Regions from separate parts of the Mus musculus genome. Here regions 1, 3 and 4 are each linked to region 2. The links are chromatin contacts, called in public HiCAR-type and promoter capture Hi-C maps. All regions are on one chromosome and are shown on one strand. The core of a region is the stretch at or near the end of the contact, and the rest is flanking DNA. Distances in the headings are between cores, read along the strand shown.

Region 1 (3,166 bases), core at 658-3,157, 2.3 Mb after region 2:
CTTCCTAAAGAAATACTCCCAGGCCAGCGTTTGTTAGGAGGGAGGGAAAGGCAGCTGGCAGAGCTGAGACAGCAAAAGTGCTGGATGCGGTTTAGAATTACCCACCTTGGACTTTAGTCCTCGGTTAAATATAAAATGCAAATTTGGGCTCAAGGTACAAAACACTTCCAACTCTAAACCAAGGAACCTAAACCCAAGACAGTAGGTCACAGAGTCACGGAAGGATTTAATGAGGAGTTTGTACAGTTTCTGTAAAGTGTATGGGCAGATGCTAGGATACAGAGATGTTAAAGTAAGGAGTGATAAGTCAGTGAAAGTCAAGCCTTCCTACTACCCAGGAAATCTGTGGGAAGAAGAAACCTCTCTCTTGACATTCTGAATAGAGGAGACTTAAAACTGACTTCTAGCTAGTACTCGTTAAAAGCAAATGTGATCTCATCTCTTCTTTTCTAAGCTTCCTCTCCCATCTTACCCTATTATTCAGCTATCCTGAACTCTTCCCTTCCTTCTTCTGTCCATAAATGTGAATTTCTGGAGCCTTAATTATGCGGTTCATTAAATATTCTCAACCAATAAGTTTTCTAAAAAACTGAGCTTAAACATTACCTCTGTGTGCTACTAGGAAGAAAAAACTTTAAAATGCTAGCTTCTTAGAAGATGGCAAATCAGTGAACATCTACCATCTTTTTAAAAGGTTGGCTTTCCCAAGGGTCACAATGCTAAAAATAATAATAATAATAATAATGATAAAGGCAAACGTGGAGGAGGAAGAGGAGGGCCCAAGAAATGGTTTATTGCTATGCTTGGTGATCCCAGGGGCCCAAGAACTCACAGAAAGATAGGAGAGAACCAATTACAAAAAGCTGAGGTGTCAACCGGGCAGTGGTGGAGCACACCTTTAATTCCAGCACTTGGGAGGCAGAGACAGGCAGATTTCTGAGTTCCAGGCCAGTCAAGTATATAGAGTGAGTCCCAGGACAGCCGGGGCTACACAGAGAAACCCTGTCTCGAGAAAACAAAACAAAACAAAACAAAAAAACAGAAACAAAACAAACAAACAAAAAAAACAGAAACAAAACAAACAAACAAAAAAACTGCGGTGCCATGCCACCTTCTCCCCCAATAATAAATGAAAGTAGAATTTATGTGAGATCGAAACATCTTTCTCACTTCCCAAGATTATTTTTATAATTCAAGAGTGGTAGACAGTGATTGCTGCTCACAAAGCCAAAGCAAACCATGGTGTATCTAATCCCACAAGGTGCGTGGAAGGAAAGGCTCGAAAGACGCAAAGTAACAACGATTGAAGAAATTATGCAAAGGGGAGTTAATAGACTTTATTTCCACAATAGGAACTTCCTTATCCAATAATGATCAGGAAACTCTACCTCAGAAAACTTAACGACTCGCTCATGCTTGCATGCATTCATTCATTCAACGTTCTAAGTGCCTACCGTGTTCTAGGCCCTGGAGGCGCTGCTGGAGATGAAGGATGCGCAGCAGACCAAGTCCCTGACCACAAGGAGCTCCCGTCAATCACAGCTAACTTTTATGACTTTAAACCGCAGCTGTCACTCTGGAGAAGTCCAGGAAGCAGGTTTTCCAAGCCAGGTTCACAGAACCTCAGGCTGACTAGCGGGCCGAGTTCCGCCCCCCCCAGAGACCAGCGATCGCTTTCACCGAGCAGGCTCCACAGACACTCAACACCCCTTGACAGCGGAACCTGAACCTCACACACCCTGTCACCCCGCCCCCTCCCTGGCAACGTCATCCAGGGGCGCCAGGGACCGGAGGAAAGCGCTGTTAACGGCACTTCCTCGTCACGTGACGATCACGCCCCTCCCCGCGCGTGCTCCCTCCCCCTCCAGCCGCGGGTCGCGATTCCGCTCCCTGCGGCCTGCAGTCTGGGAGCCGCCTCGGGCCGACGACGCACCACGGAGCCGGACCGGATGCTCTCTAGGGAGAAAGGCGAGCCAAGCCGAATCCCCGAAACTCTCCGCCGCTCGAGACCGGAGGAGGAGAAGCGAAACAGGCGGGAATCGGTGGGGGAGGGCGGGAGCTAGCGGAAGGTGTCATGGCGGCCGCGGTGGTGGTCACGTGCTCCGGAGGCCCGCCCCGGCGTTTCCGGTCACGTGCCCTCAGCGCCCTCGCAGCCAGCGATGGAGGCGAGACCCCCCGGCAACAGAGGCGGTGGCGACGGCTGCGGCCGCAGGGGTTCAGCCTCCTCCGTGCAGCGGCTGTGAGAAGCGCGGCGGAGGCAGATCCGACGGGACGCGCTTCCCGCGCCCCAGACCAGAGACCGTAGCTCCCACCTGGTAAGTTGAGACCGAAGAATGGGGTTGGGCGGGCGTGGAGGGTCTGACAGGCCCCGGGGGCGCGGGGCCAGGCGGATCGAGCCCTTCGCTGTAGTCGTCTCCACGACACTACAGGCTGGCTGTGTGGTTTGCCTTTCTTCTCCCGGAATGGGAAGGAGGTGCCCTGACCCTTAATCTACTGCCCGAAGGCATTAGGTTCTTCCGCTGGGAGGGACTGGAAGGATCAGACTCACCTGAGAACGAAGGAAGTGAGGCTTCTCCGAGACACCGAGGCCCTTCCCGTTAGGGAGCCTGCCCGGGAGAGGCTTTCTTTTCCTGTTAAAGAAGTCCTCTAACCTTGGTGTCCTCGTGCCTTCTTGCTTCCACCTGTCATCCTGCTCTTCAAACTGTTATTAAAACTTGAGCCACGCACCCAGTTCTAGCTATGACCAGTTTGACAGTCATGTAGTGTAAAGTGAACCATCAATACATGGAAGTATGTGATTATTTTTATAAATTCTCCAGTGTTCTTAGAAACTAAATTCATGTGAAGTTGACCTCACATGTCTATTTTACCATCTGCAAAACAAGGGTGGGGAAAAGATGTTAAAACGTATGCCCAGGGCTACAGTGAAATGGCTCAACTGGTAAAGGTGCTTGCTGCCAAACCTGAGTTCCATCTCTGGGACCCACGTGGTGGAGGGAGAACCGATCTCCGGAAGTTGTGTCCTCAACGTATACACAGTTTAATTTGGGATTTTTGTTTGCTTGTTTTTGTTCTTCGTTGTTGGCTTTTGTTTGGTTGGTTTGGCTTTCTGTCTTTTGATGTTGTCCATTTAAAGACACCAGTTTAAAATATGGTAAAACAGGTT
Region 2 (3,555 bases), core at 125-2,624:
AGGTCATTCAGGTTTTCATTCACGAGTTCACTTCCTTTGCACATGCTAATACTCTGACCATTCACATTGGCAAGAAGCCCACTTCTCTCTGGCACATCCTAGATCCACACTTTCTTTCCCACGGTTCTGAAGCAGAGTCCCACTAAATCACTCCCTGATCCAGACCGGAGATGATCCTCCTGCCTACGTCTGCTGAGCGCTTGGGGTTACACATGAGCACCACCACCATCAGCTTAATTTCTTTGTAATTTTTCTTTTTTTAATTTTGTGTATGGATATCTGCTGCATGTACCTATGTGCCCTGTGTGCATGCCTGGTACCTGGTGTGCCAGAAGAGAATGTGCAATCCCCAAAAACTGAAGTTAGCAGACAGTCGTGAGCCTCTAGGTAGGTGCCAGAAAGCAAACCCAGGTACTCCAGAAAAGCAGTCAGTTCTCTTGGCCCTCATTTCTCCAGCACCCTATTTTTGGGGTTTTTTTGAAACAGGACCTTAGGTAGCCCAAGGTGACCTTGCACCCCACACCCAGGCCTAAGCCTTAGATGTCTTAATTTCAAGCTTCTCCTAGCCAGGCATCCTACAGCACTCTGGCTCCTGAAGGACCTGACTTCTTCGTGCATATTCAGAAACATGATTCCAACCCTAGCACTAGAGCACTGCTTCCTTGCCATATCTTTATTAATTACTTATTGAGTCAGGGTCTCACTGTGTAGCCCTGGTTGGCCTAGAACTCCCTTTGTCCTAGGCTGGCCTCGAACTCAGAAATTCACCTGTCTCTGCCTCCCGAATAGGGGTATTGAAAGCGTGCACCATCACACCCCCATTTTTGTATTTTTGAGACAATCTCAAGCAATCCAAGCTAGCCTCAAACTCCTTGATCCTCCAGCCTCAGCCTCCCAAGCACGGAGATGAGAGGCTAGCTACCACTACTCCACGCAGCTCAGGTTCCGAGCAAACCACATCCTCTCATGAATATTCATGATGGGGTCCATCTAGCGCCCACAGGAGGCCGCCCCGCCCCGGCCACTAGCACTCACCCCACGCGCGGAGGCCCCGACCCGGCAGCCGCTGCCTCGGGCTCTGCTAGGAGCCGCGGCTACCATCAGCAAGAGCACTAGCAGCCGGGTCACCCCGGCACCCGCGGCCACCATACGGGAGCGTTGAGAAAAACCGAGAGCCATACAGCCCGCTAGGAAACACAGGGTTCATCCTGAGGCTCACGCGCCTGCGCCGCACGCCGCGCCTGCGCACTAGCGCCCGTCCGCCTGCTCCCGCAGTCAGGGCGGCCATTTCTCCATCCGGGTCTCTAGGGCTCACGTTCCCGGTGACACCACCTGGGAGAGAAGTGACGTCGTTGACGTCACGGAACGCCGGGCACCCTATTGTAAAGTCACAAGCTCTAGGCCCCACCCTTTATCTGTCTGTCCCAGGCTTCACTCGGCGTTCCTCCCCAGGGCCGGGGCGTGGCGATGAAGGGCGGTCGAGATCTTAAGGCCGCTCGGGGCGGAGCAGGTGAGACCAGTTCTGAGGGGATGGAAGGTGACAAAAGGACTTCTGCCTGGAGGGGTTGGCCCTAGAGAGGGAGCCGGGGAAGGTATGGGACCAGCAATGCGGAGGCCGCTGCCCCGCATGCGCCCTCGGTCAGAGTTCATGTACCTGGCATCCTGGGATGGATGCTCGCGCTTCGCCCCTGCAGACCGCCCCCTGGCTCCAGCCTACGCCCCGTGCCGCCCTGGGCGCCTCCAACGCCACCTCCTGAGCGGCGAGTTCGACCAGCTGCGCGACTTTCCCATCTTTGAAAGCAACTTCGTGCAGGTGTGGAGCCCCGGACCTCCGACCCGTTGATGTACGGATCTCCCCCATCATTTGTCGTTCTTTCCAAGTGATCCACATCACCTCTGAGCCCGCTGGGCTTTTTGTGTCTTCAGAAGCCTTTGTCTCAGTTTCCTTGACTGTACACATATGGTTCTTGTCCTTTAATCCTAAAATCTTTGGCCCACAAGCCTTTTTTTTTTTTTTTTTTTCCTTTTTAGAGGTAATATGGCTGGTACTCTGGGCTTCACTCGTTATTCAGCAGGAGCTCTACCCCTTAGTCACACCCTAGCCCTGCACCGGGGGATTCTAGGCATGTGTGCTTATATTCTGAGCCACATTCCCAATCCCTAACCTACTGTTCATCTCCCCTAGTTCATGACCTTTCACTCTGTCAAGATCCCCAAGACCCAATCAGATTCCTGTTGAGTTCTGTTCTCCATCTATCGATCCTCTTAACCTTTGGCCCCAGGTGACCCGGTTTGGAGAAGTCGCCAACAAGGTCACCATGGGGGTGGCAGCCTCTAGTCCTGCCCTGGAGCTGCCAGACCTGCTGCTGCTGGCCGGCCCTGACAAGGAGAATGGACACCTGCAGCTCCTCGGGTGACTGCCCCTCTAAGTCCCAACTTCCTCCAACCTCCCTGCCGCCATTTTGCCACCCAGGGACCAAGATCACCACCAAACCTCTTCACTAAGAAAAATGGCAGGGCACTTCACAGAGGTCAGAAGTCAGGCGAGATGAGGGAGGACAGCCCTCAGTGGCATCACAGGGTCAGGATGGTGGCTGTTTACACAGTGCTTTCTGCTTTCCAGGTACTCTGTCCCAGAGAGATAAAGTAAAGCTCAAAGACTGGGCCCACGGCCCAGGGTCCCACAGTCCACTGTCCACTCTGCCCCTCTTCCTGAAAACTTGTGAAAATCAATACCACCAAGTACAAACCTCACATAGAACAGAACACCCCTTCCCCCAGCCTAGGCCTTGCCCTGCCTCAGCTGCATGCAGGAAACGTGTACACGCTTACAGGACATGTACATACTGTGGTATTTTTGGAGACCTGAATCCTTTCTCATCCTATCTCAGTTCACGAAAGACAGGGAGAAAATAGAAAAAAGCCAAGCCTAATAGTACAGGCCTGTCATCCCAAGACTTGAGCAGCTGAAACAGGATTGCAGGTTCAAGGCCAAATTGAGCTTTGAAAGTGGCAACCTGGACAACTTAGTGAGGCCCTGTCTTAAAAAAGTAAAAAGGGGCTCTGAGTGTGTGTGTGTGTGTGTGTGTGTGTGTGTGAGAGAGAGAGAGAGAGAGAGAGAGAGAGAGAGACCTGGTCAGTAGAGTATCTGTAGGGCAAGCATGAGGATCCGAGTTTGACTCCCCAGCAGCCATATAAACATCCAAGCCCCATGGTAAGCTTGCTGTTGGGAGAGGCAGAGATGGGCCATCCTTGGAGCTTGCTGGTCAGCGAGTTTATCCAATCATTTGGCTCCAGGTTAAGTGGAAGTCTCTCTCCAAAAATGAGGTAGGAGAATGATAGGAGAAGGAAGACCTTTAACACTAACCTATGACCACCACATGCAATGCACACACACACATGCAAGTCACTGACCTATGACTGCCACATGCAAGAAAGGAAGGGAGGAAGGAAAGAATAGATGGATTTTAGCTGGACACGGTGGTTCACATGTTTAATCACAGCACTTGGGAGGCAGAGTTAGGCAAATCTCTGAGTTTAAATCCAGCCTGAACT
Region 3 (3,179 bases), core at 549-3,048, 2.5 Mb after region 2:
AGGTATGAGCCATTACACCCAACCAGATATTGGCTTTCTAAATCTGGGTTCTGATTCTTCCACAAGACAATTCTTGGGCACTAAAGCTAGTATCTGTTTTTGTTTTTTTGTTTTTCTTTTAAACTTTTCTCGAGATTCAAGAAAATTTAAGATAAAATACAGACCAAATTATGCAAACATGATTATGATATCTAACAGTAATGTGACTAGATAATCTACAAATGCATAAAGTACAAATGCATAAAGGCTTGTGCCCACAGCAAAACCTGCAAGGCTGATGAGATGTGGCTTAGCAGAATCTTATTGAGTGATTATTATCAGGGTGGGACATATATGTGTGTGTGTGTGTGTGTGTGTGTGCATGCATACAAATATAACTACGTTTACTCATTAATTTAGGTAGATATACTCAAGGGTTAAAAAATAGGCTGGATTTGACAGGAAGTGACAAGATAGGAAAAAATACTGCAACATACAAAATTAGGAAATGCAGAATCCAAGTGAGATCGCAAATTCCAACTGATTGACTCTAGAAGGTTCTTTTAAGTTGGACACTTCACAGATTAAATCTCGGGTATCACATTGCGATATATCGGTTTACAGCTGTTCTGTGGGTACCTTCTGGTGATCCAGAAATGAGTAGTTTATGCAAAACAGCTATAACCCCAGAAAGCAGATGTGGGACCACTTCAGTATTTACCTCTGAAAATACTATCAAACTCACACATTTACTGAGCAAACGGAACCTAAAAATCTGGAAGCCCACTAGGAAATGAAAGCTGAAAAAGGCTTTGCCCAATCCGTTCGCACAGGGAACCGATAGATCCAAGGGACATACGGCAAATAAAAGGTCTACCAGCACACCCGCAGCCCACATGATCACCTCACAGTTGGCTATGGATTTCCTGCAAAGCCCTGAACTCTTTCCAACAGAAGATACCTCCTTGGCAGGTGATACCATCTTTGGTTCAGTGGGTGGGGCCACGAACCGGAGAACGCTTTCAAGAAATCACAAAACGTTCACCTGGAAATCCGTATTCGACCCGCTAAAAGACCCAAAGGCTATCAGGACAAGTCCTTAAAGTTCTTAAAAGTCCCCGAGTTTCCTGACTATACTGGTCCTCAATTTAGGGGCTGAAGTTTATTCGACGCCAGGCGCTACTAATGCTACACAGTATTCAGTCAGGCGCGGCTTATCCCCCCCGACTTTGCGCAACTCTTAAAAACACCGAAAGCCGCAAAGCCTACTTTTCAGGGCACAGGAGCTGGCGAAAGCGACCCCAAGAAAGCGCTCCCTTTTCCATCCCCAGCTCCCGTGTACCCACACCTCCGCTAAAACTCCAGAAGAGGGCGTGCGTAGTTCAGGCTTTCCCGAGGCCGACAGACGCTCCCCGAGAAGTTCCACCCACCACACACGAACTTGACGCCCGGGTTTCCTACAGCAACCCCGGGGACTCACCGGTACGTGGTTGACACCTTGTCCTTTGGAAGCGATCAAGAGGATTTCCCTGAAGTCCATGTCTGGCCGAAGAGAAAAGCCCGGCTGGGCCGGGGACTCGGGACGCGGTGGATGCGAGTCTTGCCTCTCGCTGAGCCTAAGCGCTACTGACTGGCTTGCCTTGGTGGCCCTTCTCTCGCCGCCCCTCGACACCGACACTTCCGGCGCCTTCTAATGCCGTGTACCGCCCCCGCGCTGCCGCCGAATACGAAGTATGTGTGTGTATGTATACACACATACACACACACACTCACACACACACGCTCAGCGCCTCCGCAGCGCTCGCAAGTATTTGCGCAACTTCCGCTTTCGGAGATAAGACACGGAAAACGGGTACGTGGCCGTTGGCGTTGGCTCAAATGGGTGGGACTGAGGCTTTTACTAGCCAATCAGACGCAAAATGGCAGTTTAGGGGTGTGGCTAAAGGGGGCGGGGAGAGCGGTCAGCCCGAGGATCTTCGCGGCGAGAGAGGGTTTCAGTGTGAGATCCGGGGAGGGTGGGGTGGGAGGGGGGGGGGTGGAGAAGAAGAGAGACCCGACCCCCTTCTAGAGCTGGGCTCTGTAGGTGTCACGCGTGGATGTACAGATTCCAAATGACGGTATTCCAACAGCTGGTGCGACAGGTCTGGAGCAAGGGATCTCGGTTTCGTTTCGCTGGAGCCCCGAAGCTACGCATGCGCACAAGAATCCTGTCCCTGGGACGCCAGTTATCTCCTGGAGGCACCTGATGTTCTTTTAAAAACCTAGGGAAAGAGCGAAGACCTTCGTCACATGCCAAGCAGAACTTGACTCTGACGCACTGCAGAATATAGTGCATTCATTGGGAGTCTAGCCTGACTTTCTTTTGCGTTATCTTGAATTTGGTCATTTCGACTCAATAAAGTAGACGTGAATAACTAGGTATACCTGAGTCTGGGGGTGGGAATGGGCTACGGACCGGTTTGGTGTGATGGAAATACCCCTAAACTGGACTGTGGGGGTGGCTGCATTATTTACTATTTTTTGTACAGCTGAAAGGGTGAGTGTATACAATAGACCTTATTCTGTGATGATGTGAGCGCCTGTATTGGAATGGCTCCACTTCAGGCTGAGTAAAAGACCAAGATGAAGCCTGCCTTCCCCCTAGAATTTTAAATTTCCTTTCCTTTCCTTTCCTTTCCTTTCCTTTCCTTTCCTTTCCTTTCCTTTCCTTTCCTTTCCTAGACAAGGTTTGTCTGTGTAGCTCTGGCTGTACTGAAATTACTCTGTTGACTAGGCTAGCCTCACACTCACAGAGTTCCACCCGCCTCTGCTTCCCAAGTGCAAGGATTAAAGGCATGCACCATCACTGGCTGGCAGTGTAGAAATTTTTCTCTTCCTCAGCCTCAGATATCTTAAGAACCCGCCCCTAACTCAACATAATATTCCTTTTATAGATACTTTTTTTGTACTTATAGATGCTTTTTAATACATACGTATATACATTTTTGTGTGTGAGTGTTTTTGCCTGTATATTAGTAAGGGCTCCATAGAATACCAGAACTTAGTTGTGCACTACTAAACAGGGCATGTCTCTTCCATGTTAAATTAGCTCATCTGAGCTGCTGTAAATGTGTACCCATGAAACTGTCAGTAACTATATAGTAGTAATGAGCATGCGTATATGTGTGTGTGCGTGTGTGTGTGTGTGTGTGTGTGTGTGT
Region 4 (3,269 bases), core at 370-2,869, 2.3 Mb after region 2:
TATAGGGTGATGAAAAGAGGGAGTTTCCATTCTGTGGGTATATGGGTCTAAGGGAAGGGAAGAAACAGTATCCCTTCCCAGAATCCTTCTGGGGTCAAAGGAGCTTGTGTGCACATGAGGTTTCCACACGTGTGTTTTCCGCACAAAGCAATTTCCTAGCAGATGAACCTGGCCTGGGCATCTGATAACCCAGTTTACATTCTGCTTAGAGCACTGTATTCCACAGGTTAATAGTTCAGTCCCATGGGACTGCCCCCAATCTAAGACCATAAGCACAAGTAGTTACTACATCTCCACCTGTGCTTCCCCCTCACCACTCTACACTGAGGTATCCACAAGGCTCTCCTCTTCCTCTTGCTTGCTACTTGCTCTGGTGTCTCTTAGAACTCACCTTCACTTTTTTCTTTTAAAAAGTTAAATTTCATTTCTCTTGTTCTGACTTTTTTAAAAAAATAATTTTAACTATATATAGGGGGAGAGAGACTCTATGAAGGTCAAGAGGGTATTGGAACCTCTGGATCTGGAGTTACAAGCTTTTGTGATATTAATGGCAGAGCCATCTCTCCAGGTCCAACTGTTTGACTTTTTAATTTTTTTAAATTTGCGCTCTGCTGAGGGACTCAGGCCTTGGTGTATGCAAGACAAGTGTCCCTGTCCTGGCCACACTCCTAGCCTGTTGTTTGTTATAAAAGAGATCACAAGGGATACAGACAAGCGAAAATAAGGGGGGGCTGTGAGCTTCATTCCCTCTCACATGATCCCTGCATATCCAGCACCCTGCAACCAGCTTGTTCAAATCTTGCTCAAGACTGTAATAGACCTTAATCTGCAGTGAACACATCCCTTCCGGGGAGATGGGTGAGCAGGGTTGAAAGTCACAGTTCTTCCCATCACTAAGGAAATCAAAGCAGTTGCAAACTCCATTTCACATCCTATCAGTGGTGGAGTACCTTAAGATTCACATACGGTTGATCGGGAGCTGGGAGAGGAACAGGAACTGGCCTCACAGCTTAATGAGACCTCTAGAAAGACGTTTAAAGGCAGAGGGGGTGTGTGAAAACAAGCAAGGGCCCTGATACTCCTTGGTAAGGCTAAACACAAATGCCTGCGGGATGGCATGGGAGAGGGCAGATATGGATGTAAGCTGGCAAGCCATCAGAAGCTGAGCCGCACCCCCCTCCCCCCATGGTTTGGGAGATGGAAGTGGGGCAGGAGAAAGGCCCATCTGATAGGCTGCTATGGCGGATAGACCGGCACGGTGCTGGCATGTGCTTTCACACAATATTTACTGAAGGCCTGTTGCTTGCCAGGAGTTGTTCCCGGCGCCGGGAACAGCAATGAAGAAAGTGACCAGGGTTTTTTCTGAGTCTCACAAGTTTTCCGGTGAAGGAGGCGGAGGATCGATGCATTTCGGGCTCCTGCTTCTGAGGCTGAGGAGCATGTCGGGTTGGCCTTTCTTTGGGGTGTCGCAGCACACGTGGAGCCACTCTTGCAGGGACATCGTGCTGCGCGCGCCGCCCCGGTCTCGGTGGCGCCTAGCCCGGCTGGACGCCCGCCCCCGGCCCAGCCTACACGTGGGTTCCCGCACGTCCGCTGGGCTCCCACTCTGACGTCAGCGCGGAGCTTCCATTTAAGGCCCCGCCCGCGTGCTGCTCTGCGTGCTGGAGCCACTGTCGCCGAGCTCGGGCCACGCTGCTTCTCCTCGCCAGTCGCCCCCCCATCGTGCACTAGCGGTACGGTTGGGCCCCACGCTGCCGGCACAGGGGGTCCCTATCCGGGGTGGAGGTGCAGGGTGTTCAGATTTGGGCACGCGTGGGCTACTGTGCTTTGGGGAACTGAGCAGGCGGCCCCACCCAGCCTGGGGCGGCGAGACCCGTGTAAAGAGGACTAAGGGGTGGCTGGCCTGAAGGTTGGGAGCCACCGAACGGGGGCGAGGGAGCGGTGCGAAACTTGAGCTCCCGTAACTCGAGCCCATGGGGGCCGAAAAAGCCTTGGCACGTCCGGGGCGGGTGCTTCGGAGCAGCCGTGCGGTTTGCATTTTCCTTTGCGTGGGCTCGGTGGAGTGGTTGTTTCCTGCAGATTATAGGGCGCTCTTGCCCTAAACGCATTTTGTTAAGAGGCTCGCTCCTGGTGTGACTGGGGATCGTGCTAAGCGCGCTGCGTGCGGAGAGGAAGCGGGAAGAGTCGCAGTCCTTCCTCTGCACCCTAGACGGAAGGAGGAAACCTGTAGCTGAGAGGCCTGCGACACCCATCGGGTCGTAGGTGGGAAGTAGAGGCACCCTGTCCTAATAGAGCACAGACTTGAGGTTTGCGTGAAGTAGATTCTCTGAGGGAAGAGCCCCACGCCCTGCCCCCAGTCAGCAGAGACCTCACAAGGCTGTCTAGAAATAGCAGCGGTTGTAAGGAGACCGGATTCCTGCTTGATGGCCCTAGGCTGCTTGCCCAGAGATCTTGTCCAGTCCTTTTGCACTTTGGAACGATTTCAAAAATAGACATGGTGCTTGCTGGGAAAGGTGGCCATCGCGGGGGTGGGAGTGGGCTCCAGGCCTCAGGCCCTCCGCAATTGTATCCCCATTTTGGAACTGAAGAAATTTCCCTTAGCGGCCACATCCTGGGTAATGAGGCCCCGCCCTGGTGGGTGAAGGCCCTAATCCTGTTAGTGGCATTTGAGATCTCACTCTGGCACCAGGCTAAGGTGGCTGCCAGCTCCACTTCACCGCGCTTGTGCTTTGGGCTCTAGTAAGGGCCAAACTTTGACGCCGAACTGCCTGCCAGAGGTCTCATCCATGGCCAGCAGTCGCTAGACCTATATATATGACACCTGATTCTGAAATTGCGCACGCGCACTGCCTTCCCCCGCCTGCCAGTCTTCTGGATCTGGGCTGGTCATACAACTTGGGTTCTTGCGGGGGTGGGGGGGTTAGGAAGGAAGCTTGCGCGTGCGCAGGCTTAAGCACGTTGCTATGCCTTGGGGTCGCACCTTGTGGCCGTTATTGGCGCCCTCTGCTCTTGATTTTTGGTACTTCCTGGAGCAACTTGGCGCTCTACTTGCTGTAGGGCTCTGGGTGATGGGAGAAGAGCGGGAGGGCAGCTTTCTAACCATATAAGAGGAGATACCATCCCCTTTTGGGGTTCATCAAGATGAGTAAGTCCTCAGGCGGCTACACGTACACGGAGACCTCGGTATTATTTTTCCATTTCAAGGTGAGAGCCTTCCTGGTGAGAGCCAGACCACACCCTGGCGCTGGCTATTCTTGGTTTTCCACTTC

What was found. Promoter capture Hi-C pulls out the DNA fragments that hold promoters and counts their contacts. HiCAR-type assays count read pairs that join an accessible place to other places.
Region 1: a contact with region 2 is called in a promoter capture Hi-C map of pre-B cells, with 2.2 times the contacts expected there. The contact joins the promoter of Hps5 here to the promoter of Fam71e1 in region 2. A contact is called at or near these places in 1 of 39 promoter capture datasets (pre-B cells) and 1 of 484 Hi-C or Micro-C datasets (CD4 T cells).
Region 3: a HiCAR-type map of astrocytes shows a contact between it and region 2, with 4 times the contacts expected there. The contact joins the promoter of Spty2d1 here to the promoter of Fam71e1 in region 2. A contact is called at or near these places in 1 of 39 promoter capture datasets (cranial neural crest), 1 of 115 datasets of contacts at active chromatin or transcription factors (astrocytes) and 1 of 9 other capture datasets (adipose tissue).
Region 4: a contact with region 2 is called in a promoter capture Hi-C map of liver, with 3 times the contacts expected there. The contact joins the promoter of Ldha here to the promoter of Fam71e1 in region 2. A contact is called at or near these places in 1 of 39 promoter capture datasets (liver) and 1 of 115 datasets of contacts at active chromatin or transcription factors (astrocytes).

The regions. Positions count from the first base shown.
Region 1 is chr7:46,793,974-46,797,139 of GRCm38.p6, forward strand. Hps5 (HPS5, biogenesis of lysosomal organelles complex 2 subunit 2) reads right to left here and starts at 1,908. Exons shown (of 23, transcript NM_001005247.2): 1 at 1,455-1,908. It overlaps Gtf2h1 (general transcription factor II H, polypeptide 1), which reads left to right and starts at 2,121. Exons shown (of 15, transcript NM_008186.4): 1 at 2,121-2,315.
Region 2 is chr7:44,495,221-44,498,775 of GRCm38.p6, forward strand. Fam71e1 (family with sequence similarity 71, member E1) reads left to right here and starts at 1,375. Exons shown (of 5, transcript NM_028169.2): 1 at 1,375-1,510; 2 at 1,695-1,813; 3 at 2,283-2,413. The coding sequence starts at 1,468. It overlaps Emc10 (ER membrane protein complex subunit 10), which reads right to left and starts at 1,198. Exons shown (of 7, transcript NM_197991.3): 1 at 1,036-1,198. The coding sequence starts at 1,149.
Region 3 is chr7:47,006,616-47,009,794 of GRCm38.p6, forward strand. It overlaps Spty2d1 (SPT2 chromatin protein domain containing 1), which reads right to left and starts at 1,799. Exons shown (of 6, transcript NM_175318.4): 1 at 1,460-1,799. The coding sequence starts at 1,519. Gm32031 (predicted gene, 32031) reads left to right here and starts at 1,939. Exons shown (of 2, transcript NR_166573.1): 1 at 1,939-1,978; 2 at 2,109-2,393.
Region 4 is chr7:46,844,185-46,847,453 of GRCm38.p6, forward strand. It overlaps Ldha (lactate dehydrogenase A), which reads left to right and starts at 1,620. Exons shown (of 8, transcript NM_010699.2): 1 at 1,620-1,733.